Linked DNA regions of Drosophila melanogaster: region 2 is linked to region 1. The links are chromatin contacts, called in public Hi-C maps. All regions are on one chromosome and are shown on one strand. Each heading gives the region's core, a stretch centred on a gene start, on an enhancer-like site or on the middle of the called end of the contact. The rest is flanking DNA. Distances are from core to core; before and after follow the strand shown. Region 1 holds the start of Ask1 (Apoptotic signal-regulating kinase 1). Region 2 holds the start of Pi3K92E (Phosphatidylinositol 3-kinase 92E).

What was found. Hi-C and Micro-C count contacts between places; a contact is called where the count stands out from the background.
Region 2: a contact with region 1 is called in a Hi-C map of the Kc167 cell line, with 2.5 times the contacts expected there. The contact joins the promoter of Pi3K92E here to the promoter of Ask1 in region 1. A contact is called at or near these places in 12 of 107 Hi-C or Micro-C datasets (the Kc167 cell line, the ML-DmBG3-c2 cell line, the S2 cell line and 2 more).

What each region holds. Positions count from the first base shown.
Region 1 is chr3R:19,876,021-19,883,436 of dm6, reverse strand. Ask1 (Apoptotic signal-regulating kinase 1) reads right to left here and starts at 3,718. Exons shown (of 9, transcript NM_206518.2): 1 at 3,394-3,718; 2 at 2,376-3,321; 3 at 1,056-1,953; 4 at 661-999; 5 at 1-594. The coding sequence starts at 1,946. Arc42 (Activator-recruited cofactor subunit 42) reads right to left here and starts at 5,700. Exons shown (of 3, transcript NM_142583.3): 1 at 5,526-5,700; 2 at 5,229-5,438; 3 at 4,128-5,160. The coding sequence starts at 5,559. The coding sequence ends at 4,187. CG17186 reads left to right here and starts at 5,923. Exons shown (of 2, transcript NM_142582.3): 1 at 5,923-6,095; 2 at 6,155-7,416. The coding sequence starts at 6,020. The coding sequence ends at 7,224.
Region 2 is chr3R:20,632,044-20,639,459 of dm6, reverse strand. Pi3K92E (Phosphatidylinositol 3-kinase 92E) reads left to right here and starts at 4,728. Exons shown (of 8, transcript NM_169910.2): 1 at 4,728-4,841; 2 at 5,747-7,416. The coding sequence starts at 5,938. Lrrk (Leucine-rich repeat kinase) reads right to left here and starts at 3,980. Exons shown (of 12, transcript NM_001275843.1): 1 at 3,804-3,980; 2 at 3,372-3,644; 3 at 2,960-3,119; 4 at 1,638-2,897; 5 at 1-1,581. The coding sequence starts at 3,822.

The DNA.
Region 1 (7,416 bases), core at 2,469-4,968:
TGTGCATCCAAAGGACCAGATGTCAGCCGCCGGGCCATAGCCGCGTACTCCCTGGTCAATCACCTCCGGCGCCATGTACTGCAAGGTGCCCGTAAAGGTCTCCGTCATCGGGTTGATGCGGGCCAGCCGCTTGGAGGTGCCGAAATCGGAGATCTTAACCACGCCGCTATACGTGTTAACCAGCACGTTGTCACCCTTTATATCGCGATGAACAATGTCCTGCTCGTGAAGGTACTTCAGCCCCTCGAGGATCTGCTTGGAGTAGAAGGCCATGGTGGACTCGTTGTCCTTGAGCGGACCCCATTTGGTCTCTAAGAGGTCGGAAAGCGATCCTCCCGGCACCTGCTCCATGAAGATCTTGAAGAAGCCGTTCTCCGAGCACGATCCCAAATAGCGAACTATGTTGCGATGTCGCAGCTGAGAGTGTAACTTAATCTCCTCGTGCAGTGGCTGCACATCCTGCGAGTTCTTTTCCGGCACCTCCTTAATGGCGATTCGCACCTGCGTCTGCTTGTCCCTGGCGGCGTACACGGTGCCATAAGTACCTTTGCCCAGCACCATTTTGCGATTCTGCTCATCGTAGTCGTACTCGTACTACAATTAATAATAATTAGCAAAAGTGGCCGGAATATATGTATATATGAATAATAAATAACTTACCTCGATATTAGCGTCATCATTGCTGAGATTGACAAACACCACCTGATCTGCAGTCATCTCCAGGATCATATCGTAGAACTTTTGTCGTCGTTCAGTGGAGGGAAAATATATTTGAAAATCATCTGAGTTGTGATGGACGTACAAGTAGGCACAACGATCATCCCTCTTGTAAAGGCTGACGGACTTGATCTTCGATGCCACGAAAAGGAAGTCGTGGATTTTCTTACACGCATTCTTTGCGTGAGCCAAACAGATGTTCACAATCTGAATGGACTTCTCATCCGCATCCATGTTTATAGTCACATAACTGGGCATATAAATCTTCTGAGGCTCGAGGATCTGGAATTTGTTTTGAGTTAATAATAAAGCTTAAACTGCAGATCAGGGGTACCAACCAGAATCGGAAAGCGAATGCTGTTCTTAACCTCCTCGGTGTTGGTGGCCTCCAGAAAGAAGTCCATCCAGAACTGGAACACCTGCTCCTCGATGGGCGGCTGGCGTTCCTCGGGCTTCTTTCGAAATCGATGTATAAGAGAGATATTTCCGATGGTCGACTTCAGATACCAGTTGGGTGGCTTTAGCTTGAACATGCACTCGGCAGCTTGAATCGCCTTGGCGTAGTCGTTGGCCAAAACGGAGATCTCAAAGAAGGTGGCCACATCCCAATACTCACTCAGCGAGGATAGGCTGCCCTTTTTACCGATTAAATTGTTTAAGGTCATGCCGATGTGCTGCAACTCCTCCGTATTGGTAAACTCCTTGCCCTCGATAACCAGCAGAGTAGCCAGATTGATGCCTGCATACTCATTCGGCTGCACCTCAAAGCTTTGGCGGTACCACTTGATGGCGTGCGCCAAACTGGTGGCGTCCGTGTAGTCGGATTCCACAAAGATGTCCTTGTAGATGCGGCCGCACAGGCAGAGCATGTCCGGAAAGTGGTTCTCCTTCTTTTCCAGCGCCTTCAGCGAAGATTCCAGAGCCTTTTCACGGTCTCCCTTTCGATTTCTTCGGTTCAGGGCGAAGGCGTACAGGAAACTCATGTTGCCCGTCTCCACGTACTTCCGGGTGTTGGGTATGTTCTTCAGGTCATTGACCAGTCGCACCATGGCATCGTAGTCCTGCACATCCCTCAGCGAGCACATGAAACTGTGTACCACTTCGCCAGACAGGACATGCGGATCGTCCAGCCGCTTTCGCATCTCGTGCAATATACTCTGCAGCTTGGCGCCGTTGGTGGCGTACGTGTCCCGCGCCGTTCGCATGTCACTCAGAAATTTCTCACGCATGTGGGCTCTGTAAATAACCGAAAATAGCTTCGTTTAGTTTTTAGGTACACAAATAATGCATAATAGGAACAGTGTTTCGTGCTCTGGCTGAAAGACTAATTAACTTAGCATCTATCTGGTACACCAAATTTAAGATTTCAATTACTTTCATTTCATTACTTGTTAACCCGTAGTAGTATCACTAAAGTTCGAAGTAATTTAAATTGAAAGGACAATTATGATACTATAAAGAGACTTAAGAATTTTCAGCGATTATTGATATTTTATATGCAATTCCAAGGCCAACACAATAAATCGGTCTGATTCATTTTAGATGCAGGGCGTGACTTTTGCAGCCAATCTGCCGCAGGGGATGTTATAAATAGTGTTCCGATATGCAATCACCGTGCATGACTTACTGCAAAAGGGGACTCCCTAGATTGTACTCACTTCGACTGGATCTCAACATCTTGCAGCTTTCGCTTGAGGCGCCACTGCAAAGTGGGCACTCGTCCTTCGGCATTGGGTTCCTTGCTGTTGTTGCCGCTGTTGGGCTGGCTGGTCAGGTGGCAGGAATTGGTCTCCGCATTCCGCTTGTAGCTGAGAAACAGGTAGTTGGCACACGAGAGCTGCAAGGGGAGTAGAGTGTACCTAATTTAATGACCGCCACTGTGAATGCAGGCCACGCTGCGTTGGTGTACACCGTGCTGTTAGTGTGTGCGTGCCTCTTTGAGTGTTTGCGTGGGCGTGCTCGCATTTGTTATTGTTATTGCTGGGCCAATGCTTTTGTTGCTTTATGGCCGCAGCCAAAACAAAAATAACGAAAACGATTCGACGGAAATACAGTCGAACTTCCATAGTTCAAATTATTGGCTGCCATATGGGAAAGAGGTTTTAGTTATTAACCTCTGGAAAGAGGAAGTTTTTCGGTTTCTTTTGCAATTTGCTAAAGGAAGACTAGTAGATAGAATAATTTTTAGTCATTTTCCAGAAAGAGGTGTCTAAGCACCTAGGTTAGAGACTTGTTATAAACTCAGTTCGCGTTGTGGAAGCTCGACTGTAGAAAGATCAGCAAGAACAACTAGTCCAGGAGTCCACGCAGTTGCTGGTCATAGCATTTATCTTATCGGAAGCGGATTCCCGATCACGAACGCAGATGTTTGCCAGGCACGCCCGGCCAGGTAAACACTTCCGAACGCACCTTGAGACTGAGCGTCTGCTTGGAATCGATGTCGTTGTAGGTGAGGATGTTCTCCTTCATCCCGAAGCTCTCCCTAACGCCGTAGTGATAGGAAAGCGGCCGCTGCTGGGTGAGAATGCTCAGGTCGATAATGGCCACATCGGCGTTGTAAAACGTCTCCAGCACATTCGTCTCGCCGAAGTCCAGGCGCTCGAACTGCAAGGATGCCAAGTGGGGGGGATGTAAGTCAAATCACCCATATGCCATTGTATAACCAAGCTGGCGCACCTGAACCCGCTGAAAGTTGGCGCCCGCCGACTGCACTGCCTGCTTGATCTCCTCCAGCGCACACTGGCGGTCCTCCAGATGGTCGCCCACCGCCGTATCCATTACACACACCACATCCATCGCTGTTTCCATCGCAGCTATTCTTGGCACTTTTCTGCTCTTGGACGGATTTCGCGCACTTCACGCGATTTCTGCACTTTCTGGACGGCCGACACGCGCAGCTCAGTGGCAAAAACTCTCATTACCACGTTCCTGCTGCACTTGCATCGCGTTAATTACCGCGTAACGAATAATTATCAAATAAATAAAGAAACTTTTTGCTTTTGCTGTGTGACCGCTGCACAGCTACCAGCAATATACCGAATGAAGTCACAAAAATACCACACAAATATGCTAACCGACAAAGCCTTGCTGCAGTTTTGGCGCCAAGTTCCCATTTTTTTGAGTCATTTAAAATTTGGTTTAAAAGATATAATATAATTAGGCATATAAAATAATAAGCTTTGTTTATAAATATATTTTAAAAGCACTTAAGGTTCATTATTTTAATTAATTTACAAATATGCAACGTCTAAAAAGTAGTCAAGAGTTTCACTTATTTTACTTTACTTTTTGAACGAAGATTTATTGTTTTGCTAACTTTTTCTAAAGAATTAAAATGTTGTAGGTGTTTTTTTCATGTATTTCTATCTATTATAAACAATTATACAACTCAATAGAACTAGCAAAATAGTATATTAAAAACGTTCTTTATTAAACGAGACACAAGTAGTACGGATATATAACTTTGATCTTAACTAGCATATTCCTTTAGAATGGAGCCCGCGATCACCAGTCGCTGGATTTCGGAGGTGCCCTCGTAGATCTCAGTGATGCGGGCGTCCCTGTAATGACGCTCGGCCGCCATGTCGGTCACGTAGCCCATTCCGCCCAGGATCTGGATACACTGGTGGGAGCACAAGGTGGCCGCCTCCGAGGCAGCCAGCTTGGCCATTGCAGCTTCTTTGGTGTAGGGCTGCTTTTGGTCCTTCAGCCAGGCGGCGCGCCAGGTGAGCAGACGTGCCGACTCCATGGCCAACGACATGTCCGCGATCTTTTGCTGGATGGACTGGAGCTTGGCAATGGGCTTGCCGAAGGCCTGTCGCTTCTGGGCGTAGTCCACGGCCAATTCGAGGGCAGCCTGACCAATGCCCAGCGCCTGGCCAGCGATTCCTATGCGGCCGGCGTCCAGCGTCTGCATGGCAATCTTGAAACCGAAACCCGGCTCGCCCAGCATGTTCTCCTTGGGCACCACGCAGTCCTCGAAAATTAGCTGGCACGTCGAAGATCCCCGGATGCCCAGCTTATCCTCCTTTTTGCCCAGCGAGAAGCCCTTGGTAGCCTTGGGCACAATGAATGCGGAGATGCCCTTGTGCTTCAGCTGCTTGTTGGTGGTGGCGAACACAATGGCTGCCTCCGCCTCGAAGGCATTTGTGATCCAGGCCTTGGTGCCATTCAGCACGAAGTGATCTCCCTTGTCGGTTGCTATGGTGGAAGCAGCTCCAGCATCGGATCCGTTTCCAGGTTCAGAGAGCGCGAAGCAGCCCACTCGTTCGCCGGTGGTAAACGGTGTGATGTAGTCCTTCTTCTGGGCATCGTTTCCGAAAGAGAGAAGCGGTCCCAGATACAGGGAGTTGTTCACCGACATGATGACGCCAGCAGAGGCACAGCCCCTTGAGATTTCCTCCATGGCAATGGCGTAGGCCACATAATCCAGTCCAGTGCCGCCTGATTAACAATAAAGAGATACAATGAGATACTATAAGGAGGGCTGAGGTGGGCGTAATATTAATTACCCAGCTCCTCGGGAATCGCTACTGCCATCACGCCCAGTTCGCCCATCTGGCGGATCTGTTTCTCTGGATACAGGTGCTCCCGATCGAACTTGGCTGCGTTTCCACTGAGCTCATTGTTGGCAAAGTCCCGGCAGGACTTCTGCAGCATCTGGTGCGTCTCCGAAAGCGCCGACAATGAGGCAATTTGACGAGCATTTAAAGATCTGCGGGCTGAATATCAATATCTGGTTTAGGATCTTGCTTATAGAAAACATTTAAATGGCTGGGGCTCAAAGTCCACACATCAGTTTGTCTTACCAATGCATAACGAGCGGGTGAGTACTGATTGCATGTTTGTGTGGGATTGCCTCTTACTAATAATAATTAAATATATTGCATAAAAGACGGATAAAATGTTATAAAAAAAACTCTACTATTACAAAAAATTAAAAATGGACAGTGTGACCAGAGGAGGTCACCGGCTGCATCTGCATGTAACAAGTGGTTCATCACAGGGTGACTCTTGTCCCGAATTTAACAAGTCGTCTTGTTACTAATTTAAAATTAAAATTAAAAATTACTAACTTTTCACTCATACGAAAACACTGATGGGTACTTTTAAAATGAAATAAACATAATTCCTAAGGTGCACGGAAATAAGATCCAACATGCCGCCTGAAAAATACTAAATTCCCAAATTCGTAAATTCTCGCGTGCATTCTACATTTTCAAGCTAAATAATGTTGGTACCATCAAATAATTGTTGATTTGTTTAGTTATTATTAAAAGAACGCAGACCAAACGAGGGAAATATGTCGCAGACATGCCAGAGAACGGAAACACTGACGATAGAGGCTCTAGATTTCATCTACGAGGACGAAATGGAATGTGAGTACCAATGAATACCTAAATGCCGGCTGAACTACGATTGATTTCGCTTTTTACAGACTTGCACCTAAAACAAGCGCCCAGAAAGGAGGAGCAAGTCAAGGCGGTGAAGATAAAGCGACTGACTTGCAACATAAACGGCTGCACTTACTCCACGGACCGGAGAAGAGACTTGAGGCGCCACAGGCGGTCGCAAAAGCACATGCTGCTGGAGTCCTGCTCTGACTCCGAGTCTGAGGTGGAATCGTCACTGTTCTCGTGCAACGTCTGCGGCTACAAGACCGCCAAACGGTATTGCTTCGACCGGCACAAGGAGTCGAGGCGCCACATAATGAAGGAGCAGGAGGAGTGCGAGAAGCTGATGGACGAGGCCGAGAGGGCGGAACCGGCGGTAAAACGCATAAAAAGAGTAGAGGAGCCAGCGCCCGCGGATGCGGAGAAAACACGATACACGGAAGACATCCTGACCACGTGCACGCCGTGTGACTACAGCACCACTCGAAAATCTCAATTCGAGATGCAAGCAAAAAGCCAGGCGAACATCGAGGTCGTGCAAAGCCAGCTGGAGGCTAATGAATACATACAGTATCTGCCCCAGGAGCAGGAACAGATGGTGGAGCTATCTGGGGAGTCTGGGGAGACCGAGGACGAATACCTCGCCTACAAGAAGGAGTGCAGGTGCACCCTGGAGTGCAAGCCCTGCGAATACAGAACGGCCAGGAGATTCTGCTTCGTTCGGCACATGCGATCGGCAAGGCATCTGGCCAAGATTCAAGCTGACCTTGATGGTCTGGAGGAAACTGAAGCTCTTGAGCCAGTAGAATACTTGGAAGCGGAAAATGAGCTGGAGGAGATTGATCACAGAGAGGAGAGAAATTTTGTGGAGGAGCTTGATATGGATGTTATGGAAGAGCCAGATGTTGTGGAGGATATACAGGATATAGATAAGCAAAACGGACTGGAAGAGATCAATCTAGTGGAGATCGACGAGGTGGTTCAAATAGATCCCGGCTTTGAAATGATAGAATATACAACTGCCGAAGAAAACGTTTACGAGGAGATCGTGTACCTGACCACCGAAGACAGTCCGGAGGATATTTCCTACTTCATCGCGCTGGACAATGCATAGATTTGTTAATTTCTCGACTCTTTGGTACTTTTAATTACATCGAAAGCCAACGAATTGTTAAATTACAATCAATGCAATAACCAAACTTTAGATATTAATGAACTGTATAAAAGTTTTTGACTCTTGATAAGCCAAAATTCTTGAATTAAGAAATATTTTAAATGTAAAGAATTGAAAAGCTATGAAAAGATT
Region 2 (7,416 bases), core at 3,479-5,978, 760 kb before region 1:
TAGTACTCCTTCTGACCACCAAAATCCCAAGTACGAAACACCACTGGGCCGTGGGAGCCGGGTGCTCGCTTTCGTTTCTCACATATCCATGTTCCAATGTCCACTCCTACTGTAGAAATGTTTGCGCTAGAAGCCGACGAATGGCGATGAGATCGAGATGTGCTGCGTGCGTGTCCCATTCGCTTGGCCCAATGATTTTCGCTGGCGCGCGATCGATGAGAGCTGGAGCTGGACCCTGAGCCCGCCCCCTGGCGCAGTAAGTCCAGCAGAGTGCTCTTGCCAATTCCAGCCACACCAACCACCATCAGTTTCATCCGTGCGTAGGGCTGAGCATCTTCGTAAATAGATTTAAGATATCCAACAATGTCCATCGTCTTGTGCTTCTTGCTCTCGATCATAGAGCGCAGTGGCTCCTGCAGTAGGCAACCGCGCGTATTAAGATTCCAAAGTCTCGACAGCAGTCCCAAGTGCGGCGGCAGTTCCGTGATGTTGACGTTGCCACTAATATTCAGCACTGACAGACTGCTCAGTTCGTGCAACGAGGCGGGAATCTCCTTCAGGCAATTGTTGGTCATATCCAGCATAGACAGGTTGGGAAATATCACCTTAGACCGGTTCACGCCTACCACACTCCAATCGGCGTCCTCACTTTCATTGAAAAGGGTTGTGGCGTCATCAGTTGATAGTTGGATGCGCGTAAGCAGATTGTCAGCCAAGATCAATGTGCGTAGAGCCTCCAGGCGCAGATGACGCCTGTGCCGACAAACACTTTTTAACACCGAAGCGCGAAACGATGTGGCAGACGAGCTACTGCCCTTTGAGGAGGCCGTCTTGTAGTCGTCATCTCGACCCTCTGGTAGCTGGACACAACTGTAGCACAGTAGATGCGGATCCGATTCAGTAATTCGCGGTAAACTTGGCCAGCAGGATATCTCGTTGTGACTTAGATCCAACTGCTTAAGTGTTGCCGGGTAACTGGTTACATGTCCCATAGAACGCAGACTGTTGTATGACATATTCAGCCGTGTTAGGTTTACAGCCAGACAGGGCAAAGCAGCGGGGATACTGGTGAAGAGGTTATTTGCTATATTTAAGCTACTTAGCTGGGAGGAGCCCACACCAGCTGTCTTTCCATCGCCTAAATCTTGTTCATGCTGCCACTTCATGTCATTATCGGTTATGTCCAAAGTAGCCGACCATAGATTGCGATGGGTGAGACGTTGCTGAGTCACATTTCGCGGTTTGTTTGATGGCGGCTCCTCAAAAGATTGCAGATTCAATTTGTCTAGGCTCAGCAGCGAACTGCTAGTTTGCATTGGCGGCACAGGAAGATCCCGCAATAGGTTGAAGGCCACATTAAGTTCGCGCAACTTGGGTGCACGCCACAGGTCGAAGGGAAGCTGTTGCAGTTTGTTATTTGAAACATCCAATATAGATAGGGCGGGCAGGTGAAAGATGGCGGCTGGCAGCGTAGTTAACTGGTTGTCTTGTAGAAAGAGTTCATCCAGTACCGGACACCCATATGTCTGGCCTATTGGTGCAGGTAGATCGGTTATCTTGTTTTGCGCCACATTTAAATACCTTAAATGAAGGACTAATATAATTCTTGAAAAACTTATTACTTTGTCTTTACTAACCTTAGGCTAACCAAATGGAAAAGCTCCTGTGGAATTGACGTGAGAACGTTGTGCGAGAAATCTATTCGCGTGATAGCTGTCAGAGCAACCTCATTAAGTCGCGGATGCGACTGTAGCTTAGGATTCAGCAGCAACACACCGCTGACCATCCAGGGAACCCTTACAACAGACAACTGGACACTGGAGCCCATGCTGTGCCAGTCAATAATGGTTGGATTGTTGGGGAACATAGCACTGTAAGATATGTTGCTGGTGGACGGCAAAAACACGTTCACCTCCACTGGTGTGGGAAGACCCTTCTTGTTGATCTTGTAGTCTGAGTCCGGATGGACTCGTCGGGCCAAAAGACGACTCAGGATGGCCTCGTCGCCGCATGTAATAGCCATTCCAATGGCCGTGCCATTATCGTCGCGGGCTCCATGCTTAAGCAAGAGATCCAACATAGCCAGCGACCTTTGCTTGCAGGCCTCTGCAATGGGGACATTACTGAGCCCATATATTTCCTCGCAACATTTCGGGTCGTTGTGATCCTCAACTGGCTTGGCTACAATATTCGGATTTGCGCCGTGCTGTAGCAGAGACTGCACCACGTCTAGGTGGCCGCCTCGAACGGCCGCAAGCAGAGCTGTTTCTCTCGCCGCTCCACATAGCAGATTCACGTTAATGGGACACCGTTGGCACTCGGTTGACTCTTGTGAAGCTAGGTCGTCGGGTCCTTCTGACTCTCCAGATATGTGCAGTTTGGACATGATAGCCTGAATGCCAAATGAAATACGTTTCCTGGTGGGCGTAATAGGAGTGCTCACCGAGCTGGCGGAATCGCCCAACGTACGCCGGCAATGGAGCTGCCACTTTAGAAGCACACCAACCAGCTGCTTGTTTCCTAGGATGCTGGCAATATACAGACTCGTCTGACCCGTCACATCATGAGCGTTAGCGTCGAAGGGGAGCCGCCATTCCCACTGGCCCTCCTCGTCGCGATATGTCTGGTAGAGGTAGTCGGGATAACTGTAGCTGATAAGGAGTTCCAGCAGCTTGATGTGTCCATTGATGCAGGCGGCGTGCAGCGGCAGCCAGCGCTCTACAGTCGGCTGCTGGATCAGTTCTGGAAAATGGTCTAGCATCAGTCGGGCAATGCCCAAGTGACCGCTATGGACGGCGGCGTACAAGGGTGAGTACTTGGTCACGGCATGGGAGCGACCATCCGCTCCAGCATCCAGCAATCGCTGTGTAATGCTCTCGTAACCAGACTGGCAGGCTCTAAAACGAGACCGATATTAGTTTGGCTCAAAATGGACTAATTCTAAAAGACTTTTTCTCACAGGAATAGAAGGGTGTTTGCTCCTGAAGGAGCCATATTGACTATAATCTGACGCTCAGTTCCAAGAGCTGCCAGCAGCACCCGCACAGTCCGCTCATCGCCAGAGATCACTGCCGTTCGCAGCTCCCCGTGCTTGATCTGACGCACTTCCTCGCGGGCATCTGTGAAAGATAAGTTTTGCTTGGTTAACTAATACACAGCACCTTTGGAATAAACCAATTCCCACCCCGTATTGAGGATGCCTCAATGACCTCATCCACGAAGTAGTCACAGGCTTCCAGAGCTGTTTCAGTTCCAGTTTTGGGATGTTCCATGCTGAATTTCCATGACATTATGTAACCCAAATCGGTGCGAATAAGCCCCAAAAATTAATTGGCATCGGTATGATGACCGAACGCGCCGCTAGCAAAAACTGAACTGCGGAAAATCGATGGCCACGTTTTTGTGGTCATTGATCCAGGCCGTTTTATGTCGCACTGCGCAAGTCGGAGCCCAAGAAGCGCGGCAACTGTTGCACTTGTTCAAGAATGTGGCATTGGGTGAGTGCGTGGCATTTGTTTTGATTTGTCTCTTCGTGGGTGTCGGATGGTCCAGTGGTTGCACCAGTTGCTTCTGTGGGGGGTGGCTGTTTGAAAAAAGTTTTTGCGCGCCCACTTCCATTGCACCAATGTCACCCTGTGCCCTTGCTGGTGTTGTTGAAAAACCAATAACAACTGGTTGAAGTTTTAATTGCACCACTTAGGTAATTTGCATAGTCAAGCGTATAATGCTCATTTGCACTCTGACTAAATTTGCGCAAAACTAGCATATTGTGCATAATTTCACTAAAAGTTGTGTTATCTCACCTTCGTCGGAGTCGCTCATTGTTTTGGTTTGTGTACTTCACGAGATATCCAAGTCATGCATGGTATGTGTTAAATGGGTAGTTGTTATGGTCCGATTAACCAGTAGCACCTTTTACTGACCCTTACTTAATTATTTTGCACATTTTGCGAAATTTTCACTTTGTTTACCTTTTTGTCAACAAACAGTGTAACCTCTTACTGTTTTAGAATATATCTCCTCATTTTGGCACGATATGCTGTTAAGCGCTCTGTGTGACCGAAATATCGCAAGTGAATGCTGTTAATCAGTGTCGCACGCAGGGGGCTTCGTACTTTTCTCCAAAGATTAAAGCCAGCTTAATAACTAAATCATAATCTACCCAAAATCATTGATTTTTATGTCCATTGGCTTAAATTTATAAATTAAAATTAATTTAACAAGGCCGAACAAGTATTTGGAAGACGCATTTATTATTTTTATTCATACACATCTAAAAATTTGTTCCCAAGTGAAATATTTGAAATCCCAACTGATGCTGAAATATCTCATTTCTGATAGCATACATATATAAATACCAAAACGCGATAAGGTGGTCATCGTTTCTGTTACTTTGCACTGCTTGTCAACTCAACAACAGTAATATCGATATTATTTAAATCAGTTAAGCAGTGAATCACTATCGACTGTTACTTTTTGTTGAATTTTATTTTGTATGCTATGATTTTATCTAAAAGAATTTGATTCTTAGGAACTGTTAATTATTTTTATTTATTTTTTTTTTAACATGCAATTTCCTGTTATGACTGTTTACGAACAAGAATTTATTAGCACCGTGTATTTGTGTATATTTTATAAATACTGATGCCAACTGTAACCTATATCGATATAACAATCGAATGAAACACTATCGATATTAACCAGCGCCAGCCTAGAACGCCCTGTGTTCAACAGGAGTCACCCTGTGTTCGTTAACAGACGCTTAACAGCACGATCTCAACAATACAAATAAAAACAATTTAATATTCCTTAATCGAACACAAATTTGAGCCGATTGCACGGTGCGTTTGAAAAATAACAATACCGCGGAATGGCCGACAGAGGCCAACTGAAGGTGCCGGTGCAGAGAATCAAGTAAGGAGCAGCGTAAACTGCGCAGCTCACACCCAAAAAAAAATCGCTATAAAGGCGAGGGCTGGCCAAAATGGAAGCAAAAAACAAAAACAAACGAGCTGCGCCACAATGCAAGTGAAACTTCGATGAAAACTTGCCAATCCGTGTGCTTTTCAAGACTTTTCTGACTGTCTGCAATTTCCATTTTTGTGGCATCGCGACTTAGAGATGAGACATCGGTGCCGCGTAACTTTTTTATACCCTTTCCGCGGTATCAACTCCACCCGTTCGGTCACGGAATTTGAACATTTGGCTCTGAAATATGCCTTAATGGCTTAGATTTTCATTATGGAAACTTTTCTTTCAACGGCCATATCGAATTCGTTATAAATCCTGCTTACTTCAGTCATTCAACTGCCTAAAATTGCAAAAAAAAACACGTAAGGGCATTCATAGGTCGCCTTGGCTGACCCTGAATTCTTGTTTTTGTTTTCAAGTTGACCCCTCCCACCCCCAGCCAACAACTTATGACTGTGTGATTCATACTAAATAAAAGTCAGCGTTTTTGTTTTAATTAACAAGAACCGACGATTTTAGAGGCTGCTTTTCTATTTTATCCCATGTGGTAAAGGGCGGTTAGAACCAACTCAGTTTTACAGTGCATCAATGGATGTTATCCAGATCTCTGATCATCTCGAGGGCAAAGCCAAGGGAAGGGGTCGCCTTCTTATCAACGGGTGGGCGGTTGATTTTTAGTAATTTCCGTAATTCGACACCAAAACAATTATCGGTACATATATCGCCATATGTTTTCTTTCAAGTAACCCGGCGCCACCTTCTTATTTATTCGCAGAGAGATTGGCGTGCTGATTTAAATGGAAAACTTTGAAAACAACAATCTGTTGATAAGGTAACCAGCGAAATGCGGGACAACTAGCCTCCGTAGCCTGAAAGAGGCCATTGAAAAGTCTAATTAGGAGGAGCTGGTGATCCTCAAGATCCGAGGCACCAGATCCAAAATCCGAACTTGAAGATCAAATAGTCATGAACATGATGGACAACCGGGCGTTGGCCTACGTGGCCCACCAGCCCAAGTATGAGACACCGCCGGAAGAAGCGGAGCCGCCCTGCATGCGCTTTTCGGTTAACCTGTGGAAAAACGAGATGCTGAACTGGGTGGACCTAATCTGCCTGTTGCCCAATGGATTCCTGCTGGAGCTCAGGGTCAATCCGGCCAACACCATCCAGGTAATCAAGGTGGAGATGGTCAACCAGGCCAAACAGATGCCACTGGGCTATGTGATCAAAGAGGCCTGCGAGTACCAGGTGTACGGCATCTCGACCTTCAACATCGAACCTTACACCGACGAAACGAAGCGACTCAGTGAGGTCCAGCCGTACTTCGGCATCCTCAGCCTCGGCGAGCGCACCGACACAACGAGCTTTAGCAGCGACTACGAGCTGACCAAGATGGTTAACGGAATGATCGGCACCACCTTCGATCATAATCGAACGCACGGCTCGCCCGAGATTGACGACTTCCGGCTGTATATGACCCAAACTTGCGACAACATCGAACTGGAGCGCTCCGCCTACACCTGGCAGCAGAGACTGCTCTACGAGCATCCTCTGCGACTGGCGAACTCGACTAAAATGCCCGAGCTGATACGGGAGCGGCATCCGACCAGAACCTTTCTCATCGTCGTAAAGAACGAGAACGACCAGAGCACGTTTACGTTGTCGGTGAACGAGCAGGACACTCCCTTCTCGCTCACGGAAAGCACGCTGCAGAAGATGAATCGGTCGCAGATGAAAATGAACGACCGGACCTCCGACTACATACTCAAAGTGAGCGGTCGCGACGAGTACCTGCTTGGCGACTATCCCCTGATTCAGTTCCTGTACATCCAAGAGATGCTCTCGGACTCGGCGGTTCCAAATGTGGTGTTGCAATCAGTTTACCGCCTAGAGTCCTACATCAACCACCACAACGAGCAGGCCATGGTAACCAAACGACCGCTGCCGAAGAAACGGACAGTCCACCTCCACAAGTCGATCTCCTCGCTGTGGGACATGGGCAACTACTTTCAGTTGACGCTGCACAGCATTTCCAATGTGAACTTTGACAAGACGCGTGCCCTCAAGGTGGGCGTGCATGTGTGCCTATATCACGGCGACAAGAAGTTATGCGCCCAGCGATCAACGGACTCCCCTAACGGCAACTTTGACACGTTCCTGTTTAATGACCTGGTGATGGACTTTGACATACAGATGCGCAACCTACCGCGGATGACACGCCTCTGCATTGTGATCTTCGAGGTGACCAAGATGTCGCGCTCGAAGAAATCGTCCAACAATAAGGACATCGCTCTGAAAGACGTCCCGTACAACAAAAACCCGCTGGCCTGGGTCAACACAACAATTTTCGACCACAAGGACATCCTGCGCACCGGTCGCCATACGCTGTACACGTGGACGTATGCTGACGACATTCAGTCGGTTGAGGTTTTCCATCCGCTGGGC